Linked DNA regions of Salvelinus alpinus: region 1 is linked to region 2. Evidence: chromatin contacts called from public Hi-C data. All regions are on one chromosome and are shown on one strand. Each heading gives the region's core, a stretch centred on a gene start, on an enhancer-like site or on the middle of the called end of the contact. The rest is flanking DNA. Distances are from core to core; before and after follow the strand shown. Region 1 holds the start of ccdc88b (coiled-coil domain containing 88B). Region 2 holds the start of macrod1 (mono-ADP ribosylhydrolase 1).

Region 1 (4,737 bases), core at 667-3,166, 160 kb before region 2:
ACACAAAACATTTATATCTTAACATTCTGTAAAAATACATCCTCCTGATCAGACCGTCAGTGTTGTATGATGTACTACAGTACCCGCAATGCTTTGGGTGATGCATTTGGTTGTATCTCACTAACGTGTCCCGTCTCTTTATCAATACAGGTGGAAGCAGGTGACGAGGCAGACGCTGGGGCGGACGGCGAGAAGGCAGCCACGTCCAGCTAGATGAAAGATAATATATAACCATATATGGGTTTGAGAAGGGGAGTTAGGCTGCTTTGTCACGTGACATGGTGGTCTTGCCTGTCACCAGGCTAATGGTGGGCTAGCTAGCGCTCTGTGTTGGGTTTGACACAGGCACTGATCTTTTTGGCTTGATTTATACTGCAACAATGTATGAGCACTAAAATACATAGGGAATCTTATCATGAATCTTATTTTATCATGCTCCGCACAGACTAGACATGACAAGATCTAACAATCCAGAGGTTTTTTAATTTGACAGAATTTGTAATTATAATCTTTGAGACACAATGTTGTGTCCTGTTGCTCCTGATGGACAATACATCAAGTTGAGGGGGAGGGTGATGTTTCATGTGGTGGAGAACAATCAAAGTCAAACTACTGAAAGGCACCCAAGAACACACACATACATTTTGTAAATATACAAAAACAATATTCACATACTGGTACATGAGTAAATGAAAAATCACACACACTTTGAAGTAAACTGATGTTCTGATCTTTGATTCGGATCAGACAAAATCTAAATCACACAGGTAACAACTTAATAATACAAACATTCACCCCGTGTGAAGAAGGCCTACAGTCAATTGAATGCTGGACTGGCTATAGAGTTTGTTAACGCACTGCTAAGTAACATGTGAAGTTGGCATCTGGCATTGAGTATATTAAAGATAGTTGCTTTTAATGGATTTGCGGAGTTGAGTCCTTTTGTACTAGATAAACATTCAACTGAGTTGGGTTATTTCAGTTCACCCAGAGGTATAGGATGATGATGTGTGTAATGACTGAAAGTGATGCCAGTGATACAGTAGGCCTAAGCTACTGTAGGTTTATGACAGTATGGAGAGGAGTGACTGTATAATGTAATCTGGGCTGCTAGGTATACTCAGACAGCTCTCATAACACCTTCATAATCCTATTTAGCTAATCTATATGCTACTGCTACAACAGTTCTCTGCACAGCAACAGGAACACTCGGGATGTATGACTATCAAACATACCACAACAATGGACAGGGTTAGGAGAAAGTTCACGTCAAAGTGTGGTCATGTAGAAAGTTGTAATTACATTTTCCATTGTGTTTTGACAACAACAAAAAAGAAATGTCGAGTGCATTATAAACGTGCACTATCTTACACATAGCAAACATGTCTTAATTTGTAGTGGCTGTTTATTTTGTTCCTTTGTCAAATGGTTCATTCACTCTGATCTGTGTTTAAAGACAATGTTCACTCAACATCTTTATTTGATAAGTAGGATGTTCATAGATAGTAGACTACCGAAATGTACACCATAATTCCACCAGGGTTCGCCATTGCATTACACCTGAAAGCGCAACGAACTCACGTCCTACTGAATTTACCATTTCGAAATTGTTTAGAGTATATCTTGATCAAACTGATGCATAGGCTACAAACAACTGCATTGTAATATAAACATTGTTACAAACGTCTAGGCAAGGAACCACTGTGCGCACAAAGTAGTCTAATATTTTCCATCCATCTCAAACCACCTATTCATTTGTCATTGAGCGACTTTGTTTTCTGGAAACACTCACTGGTAAAGGTGGTGATTGTTCCGGGTAGGCCTAAAGCACTAATGAAATGTGTTCGTTAAGAAATTCCGGTGTGGTTTTGCAATGTGCTCACCGCCAGCACTAACTGAAAAAGTGAGATAGAGGAAGAGAGAGGGAGAGGAACTGAAATGACGAACACAGAATGGATTCAGTAAAATTGCTTTACTAATGTAGGATATATTTTATTTATATTTTTTATAGAAGTTTGTAAATTATTTATGCGACACCATGGACTCTAACATAATGGACATTCTAGAAGAATTCATGGAAAGTGCGTTGGTGACTTGGGTATGTGTCAAAGCTTATTTAAATCACTTTCAGATGCTATAGTAGTAGGCCGAGATATACGTGATGATAGTCTTTTATAAAACATCAAAACACATAGCCTATTGCTGTTGTTTTGTTTTTATGGAGTATCAATACATACAAATCCTGTAAATAAACGATGTGTAAATGTTTAAAAAAAACACACATATAAATTATGCATTTTATAAATAATGTATAACTCTTTATTTACAAAAGTTAAAACAATACGAATGGGTTGAACTTGAATCAGATGTAAATGCTTGTCATAACTTTTGTTACATGAACAGGACAGCAAACACTTAGTTCTTAAACTTCTCCTTTTCACAGCTTTCTCTACAATGGCTCATAGAATGTATCTTGTTGTTTTACCTTATATCTGTGACTTCCTATTCCCTTTCTTATTATCTTTCTCAGTAAAATATGACCATCTCGGGTTTCATTGATCTACACCACATATTCCAGATAACAGTTTTCTCTGTTTGCAGTGATCCCCTTATGGACTCCATATCAATTGTTTAGGTTGCACAGTGCCTTCGGAATGTGTTCAGTCCCCTTGACTTTTACTGCATTTTGTTACGTTACAGCCTTATTCTAAAATGGAATAAATCGTTTTCCCCCCTCATCAATCTACACACAATACTCCATAATGACAAAGCAAAAACTGGTTTTTAGAAATTCTTGCTAATTTATAAAAAATCAAAAACATATTTACGTAAGTATTCAGACCCTTTACTCACTATTTTGTTGAAGCACCTTTGGCAGCGATTACAACATCGAGTCTTCTTGGGTGTGACGCTACAAGCTTGGCACAACTGTATTTGGGGAGATTCTCCCATTCTTCTCTGCAGATCCTCTCAAGCTCTGTCAGGTTGGATGGGGAGCGTCGCTGTACAGCTATTTCCAGGTCTCTCCAGAGATGTTCGATCGGGTTCAAGTCCGGGCTCTGGCTGGACCACTCAAGGACATTCAGAGACTTGTCCCGAAGCCACTCGCGCGTTGTCTTGGCTGTGTGCTTAGGGTCGTTGTCCTGTTGGAAGATCAACCTTCACCCCAGTCTGAGGTCTTGAGCACTCTGGAGCAGGTTTTCATCAAGGATCTCTCTGTACTTTGCTCCGTTCATCTTTACCTCGATCCTGACTAGTCTCCCAGTCCCTGCCACTGAAAAACATCCCCACAGCATGATGCTGCCACCACCATGCTTCACTGTAGGGATGGTGCCAGGTTTCCTCCAGACGTGACGCTTGGCATTCAGGCCAAAGAGTTCAATCTTGGTTTCATCAGAGCAGAGAATCTTGTTTCTCATGGTCTGAGAGTCTTTAGGTGCTTTTTGGCAAACTCTAAGCGGGTTGTCATGTGCCTTTTACTGAGGAGTGGCTTCCATCTGGCCACTCTACCATAAAGGCCTGATTGGTGGAGTGCTGCAGAGATGTTTGTCCTTCTGGAAGGTTCTCCCATCTCCACAGAGGAACTCTGAAGCTCTGTCAGAGTGACCATTAGGTTCTTGGTCACCTCCCTGACCAAGGCCCTTCTCCCCCGATTGCGCAGTTTGGCAAGGCGGCCAGCTCTAGAAAGAGTCTTGATGGTTCCAAACTACTTCCATTTAAGAATGATGGAGGCCACTGTGTTCTCGGGGACCTTCAATGCTGCAGAAATGTTTTGGTACCCTTCCCCAGATCTGTGCCTCAACACAATCCTGTCTCTGAGGTCTACGGACAATTCCTTTGCCCTCATGGCTTGGTTTTTGCTCAGACCACTGTCAATTGTGGGACCTTATATAGACAGGTGTGTGCCTTTCCAAATCATGTCCAATCAATTGAATTTACCACAGGTGGACTCCAACCAAATTGTATAAACATCTCAAGGGCAATCAAAGGAAACAGGATGCACCTGAGCTCAATTTCTCATAGCAAAGGGTCTGAATACTTATTTAAATAAGGTATTTCTGTTTTTTATTTGTAATATATTTGTAAACATTTCAAAATACCTGTTTTCGTTTGTCATTATGTGGTATTGTGGGTAGATTAGGATTTTTATTTATTTAATCAATTTTAGAATAAGGCTGTAACGTAACAAAATGTGAAAAAAGTCAAGGGGTCTGAATATTTCCGAAGGAACTGTTTATTGTGTTTCTATAGAATTTAGGGCTTGATTCAATCCGTAGCGCAGAATATCTGCGTTGTGGCGCAGTTCACATTTAAAGGTCATTTCCGTCATTTCCGATTGAGCCAACATACACTACATGACCAAAAGTATGTGGACAACTGCGAACATCTCATTCCAAAATCATGTTTATTAATATGGAGTTGGTTCCCCTTTGCTGCTATAAGAGCCTCCACTCTTCACATTGCTGTGAGGTCGGGCACTGATGTTGGGCGATTAGGCCTGGCTCGCAGTCTGCGTTCCAATTCATCCCCAAGGTGTTCGATGGGGTTGAGGTCAGGGATCTGTGCAGGCCAGTCACGTTCGTCCACACCGATCTCGACAAACTGTTGCCACAAAGTTGTAAGCACAGAATTGTCTAGAATGTCATTGTATGCTGTAACATTAGGATTTCCCTTACCTTCACTTCACTGCTCCAGAGTCCAATGGCGGCGAGCTTTACACCACTCCAGCCGAGGCTT
Region 2 (4,374 bases), core at 1,447-3,946:
TGGGTTCATTCCCCACGGGGGGACCAGGATGAATATGTATGAACTTTCCAATTTGTAAGTCGCTCTGGACAAGAGCGTCTGCTAAATGACTTAAATGTAAATGTAAATGTTATGTTATTACTAAGTAATGCTATGTTATTACTAAGTAATATTATTACTAGTCATGTTATGTTATTACTAAGTAATATTATTACTAGTCATGTTATGTTATTACTAAGTAATGTTATGTTATTACTAGTCATGTTATGTTATTACTAAGTAATGTTATTACTAGTCATGTTATGTTATTACTAGTCATGCTATGTTATTACTAAGTAATATTATTACTAGTCATGTTATGTTATTACTAAGTAATGCTATTACTACATGTGATTCTGTTATTTTTAAGTAATGTTATTACTACAAGTTAAAGCTGGAATCCTTAAATGGTGAAACAGCCACGTCCGTTTGCGATATTACAACAAATAAGTTACTGTAAACAACCAACACAGCTTTTTGCCCTCTGACATCATTGCATGTGCAATAGAAGAGCACAATATGTACTGCAATTTATTTACCATGATGCATGACACTCCTCCGCTCAGAAACAACAACTACAACAGCGGTGGTGGGGTGGGCCAATGGCGTCATTGCCCCTACTGCAAATTCCATCTTTAAGTTATGTTATTTCTATAATGTTATGTTAATATTAGCTAGGTTACTATATGATCACCTGCATTGACGATCCCATCAATCTCCAGTTTGGTGATGTCACCGCTGAACAGGGAGATCTTCTTGTCCAGAGCTTCGTTCCTCTTGAATTTGGTTGCCTTGACTGAATCACCTTGGAGACAGATGAACACCTGCTTCTGTCAACACTGTTAATAAGAACACTGTAATATTAACCTGCGTTTACTGTTTATGTTGTCGTTCCAGAATATCTATAGTGGACGCTCAGCGATGCTGCTCTCCAGTGTCTCACAGCTGTAGTCCTGGGGCCCGATAGGCCTACTAACCTAGCATTAACTAAATGACAGTGTGTAGTCCTGGGGCCCGATAGGCCTACTAACCTAGCATTAACTAAATGACAGTGTGTAGTGCTGGGCTGGACCAAACACATGTAAACCTGTGTTGTGGGACCCCAGACGGGAGTTGAGAAACAACAAGGTTTTAGAGCAGATGGAATGGCATGGAAACCATGCGTTTGATACCATTCCACTGACTCCGCTCCAGCCATTACCACAAACCCATTCTCCCCAATTAAGGTGCCACCAACCTCTGTCCACTAGTGACTTGGCGGTCCACACAGGCACCTCCTCCAGGGACAGGTAGGTAGTCCTGTAGTGCTTCCTTCTCTCCCCCTGACTCATATGGAGCAAGGCAGCTAAGGAAGAGGAGAGGGACAGAGAGTTGATGATTATGATCATTCCACTAATCAATGTGGGTAATGTAGGGACAACATAGTGAAAAGGGAAATTACAAATGAAAAGCTGTAATGCACTAATGACTTGGTAGTAACCTAGTACCACATAAGGCCACGATGAGCCACTTGAACCTTTGAGTTGGCGCCTAATTTTTTTCTATTGCAATTTAGGCCACACAGCTTTGACAACTTTACTTTTCACATGCAACAGGTCCTGTTGAGCAACCAAATTCTCAACATGAGCACCTATAGATTCCCACCCACACTCCCTGACTGTGTCTGTCTGCAAACTTACCCTTCACCTCGTTCCAGTCGCCTTTGGCTGAGTCAAGGTCTAGCCGCTCCAATCCCGTCGCCATGGCGAGATGGGCACTTGCGTGCAGGGACACGACCGCGGTGGTCACCCCAAGCGCGGCGAGGGCGATCCGGTACAACGAACCGTACTTTCCCCCGGAGGTCGAGGCCTTGTTTTGCCCCTGAAACGACTCAAACGACTTCGCGGCAGCTGTAGTTGTTGAAAACTTCTCCACACGGTTTGCAAAATGAATACCCCCTTGGTTCAGAATGGCCTTGCACTTTGCAGGGCTGGAGTTCGCCGAACTCTGCCCACTTCGCACCAGCGAATACACCTGACGATTTGCAACACCGAAAATGTTTCTAAATTTGGAGCACACACCGATATCACTAGTATGAAAGTCACCACTACGACAGCGGGAAAATGGACATATGGCTCTGATACGCGAAGAGACAGTTGACATTTGAAATGCCATGCTGTGAGTGTGATCCTGAAGTCAATCCGACACAGAACTCCGGTGTGTTTTTCAGTTCGGTAGTTAGTTTCGTTTTCGTTATTTAAAGCGCCTTTATCCAGTTTGAATATAGGGGAAGAAATACTTGGCCATTTTGTTGTAAACAATGACGCATGGATTGTACCAAATGGGAGGGGAGTTATATGACCTATATAGAGTATGACCATAAGGAAAGTATGTATTGTTGTATTGCTATAAAACACCTTGCAAGTTGAGTATAAAAAAAATAATTATTCAACAAATTAACCATCACCGTTCACTCGAATTATCAACGCTGTATGTGGATATACAGTATGGTAGGAGTTCAGTGTTTTATTTATTTTGTGAATTTTTCTCCCAATTTTCGTGATATCTAATTGGTAATTACGATCTTGTTTCATCGCTGCAACTCCCCAACGGGCTCGGGAGAGGTGAAGGTCATCCGAAACACGATCCGCTAAGACGCGCTGCTTTTACACACCGCTCGCTTAACCCGGAAGCCAGTCGCCCACCGTGTCAGGGGCTCTGTGTTGAGCTGATCGAGTTTACTGTTTCTCTGTCTGTCTTTCACCACCCTCTACTGGCCAACAGCTAGAATTACATCTTACTCTGTAACGTAATTTGTAGCCTAATTACAGCTAGTGTACTGTTTGTAACTACCCTGGTAGGTTGACTGATAACCTGAACCAGATTGCAGGCACTGGTTACAGTTTGAAGTTTTTTCTTGAGTGGGCAGCTTGATGAACGCCAGTCAATATTTAAATCACCCAGAAAATATACTTCTCTGTTGATATCACATACATTATCAAGCATTTCACACATATTATCCAGATAATGACTGTTAGCACTTGGTGGTCTGTAGCAGCTTCCCACAAGAATGGGCTTTAAGCAGATGAACCTGTAGCCATATTACTCCAACATTATTTAACATTAGATCGTCTCTAAGCTTTACAGGAATGCGGTTCTGGACATAGACTGCAACACCGCCTCCTCAGGCATTTCTGTATATTCGGTAGATGTTATAACCATGTATTGCTACCACTGTATCATCAAAGGTATTATCCAAGTGAATTTCAGAGATAGTCAGAATATGAATGTCATCTGTTACAAGCAAGTTATTGGCTTCATGGCGCTTGTTTCTTAGGCTACATATGTTAATATGGGCTATTTTTAGCACTTTTTGGGGTTGCTTGATTGTTTTCAATGCTTTACTGGGAAGCTTATCAGAGGTAGACTTACTCATGTTATTTATATTGGAGCTGATAGTGCAGGGTGAGCTGCACAAAGTGATCTTCCTACTATTGCACACTGCCTCAGTGTTAACAGTGTAGCTCTAAATCATAGGCTCGTGATTACTGCATACAATAGCTGAAGGATAAACAGAAGCATTCGGTGCAGTTAGGGATACATAAATTAAATTACTGACATTGTGTTTGTCAATGTACCTAGGATCATGTACATTTAATGCAGCATTATGACGACTCATTGTCACAATGGTAGTGATTAACTGAGCTGGTCTTGGATCATTTACCAGTCATTGTTACAACGCAGCCTTGAAATGTGTGGACAGAGTCCAGGAGCCAAGATGATTTGGATGGACTCCGTCATTTCTGTAGAGTATCTTCTGTTTCCAGAAGGTGTCAAAGTTATCTATAAAAGTAACTCCAGCAGAGCCACAGTAGTCTTTTACGGGTTGCTGCTGCTACTCTCTGTTTATCATATATGCATAGTCACTTTAACGATACATTAATGTACATACTACCTCAATTGGGGCGACCAACCAGTGCTCCCGCACATTGGCTAACCGGGCTATCTGCATTGTGTCCCGCCAACCACCCACCAACCCCTCTTTTACGCTACTGCTACTCTCTGTTCATCATAAATGCATAACTTTAACCATATCTACATACTACCTCAATCAGCCTGACTAACCAGTGTCTGTATGTAGCCTCGCTACTTTTATAGCCTCGCTACTGTATATAGCCTGTCTTTTTACTGTTGGTTAGAGCCTGTAAGTAAGCATTTCACTGTAAGGTACCTGTTGTATTCGGTGCACGTGACAAATAAACTTTGATTTGATTTTAGCCAGATGTGTAATGCCAGCAGTCTGCTGAATCTTTCACACCCGCGGCCCAACGATGGTACTGGACCTGAAATGATTGGCTGTTTTTTGGAGTCTTTTAA

The links. A called contact is a pair of places that touch in the nucleus more often than the background predicts.
Region 1: a Hi-C map of muscle shows a contact between it and region 2, with 7 times the contacts expected there. The contact joins the promoter of ccdc88b here to the promoter of macrod1 in region 2. A contact is called at or near these places in 2 of 3 Hi-C or Micro-C datasets (muscle and red muscle).

The regions. Positions count from the first base shown.
Region 1 is chr4:84,606,394-84,611,130 of SLU_Salpinus.1, reverse strand. It overlaps ccdc88b (coiled-coil domain containing 88B), which reads left to right and starts at 1,916. Exons shown (of 28, transcript XM_071399322.1): 1 at 1,916-2,098. The coding sequence starts at 2,039. It overlaps LOC139572655 (RDS/peripherin-like protein xRDS35), which reads left to right. Exons shown (of 6, transcript XM_071395333.1): 6 at 151-213. The coding sequence ends at 213.
Region 2 is chr4:84,444,819-84,449,192 of SLU_Salpinus.1, reverse strand. It overlaps macrod1 (mono-ADP ribosylhydrolase 1), which reads right to left and starts at 2,696. Exons shown (of 10, transcript XM_071399318.1): 1 at 1,698-2,696; 2 at 1,256-1,363; 3 at 713-823. The coding sequence starts at 2,172.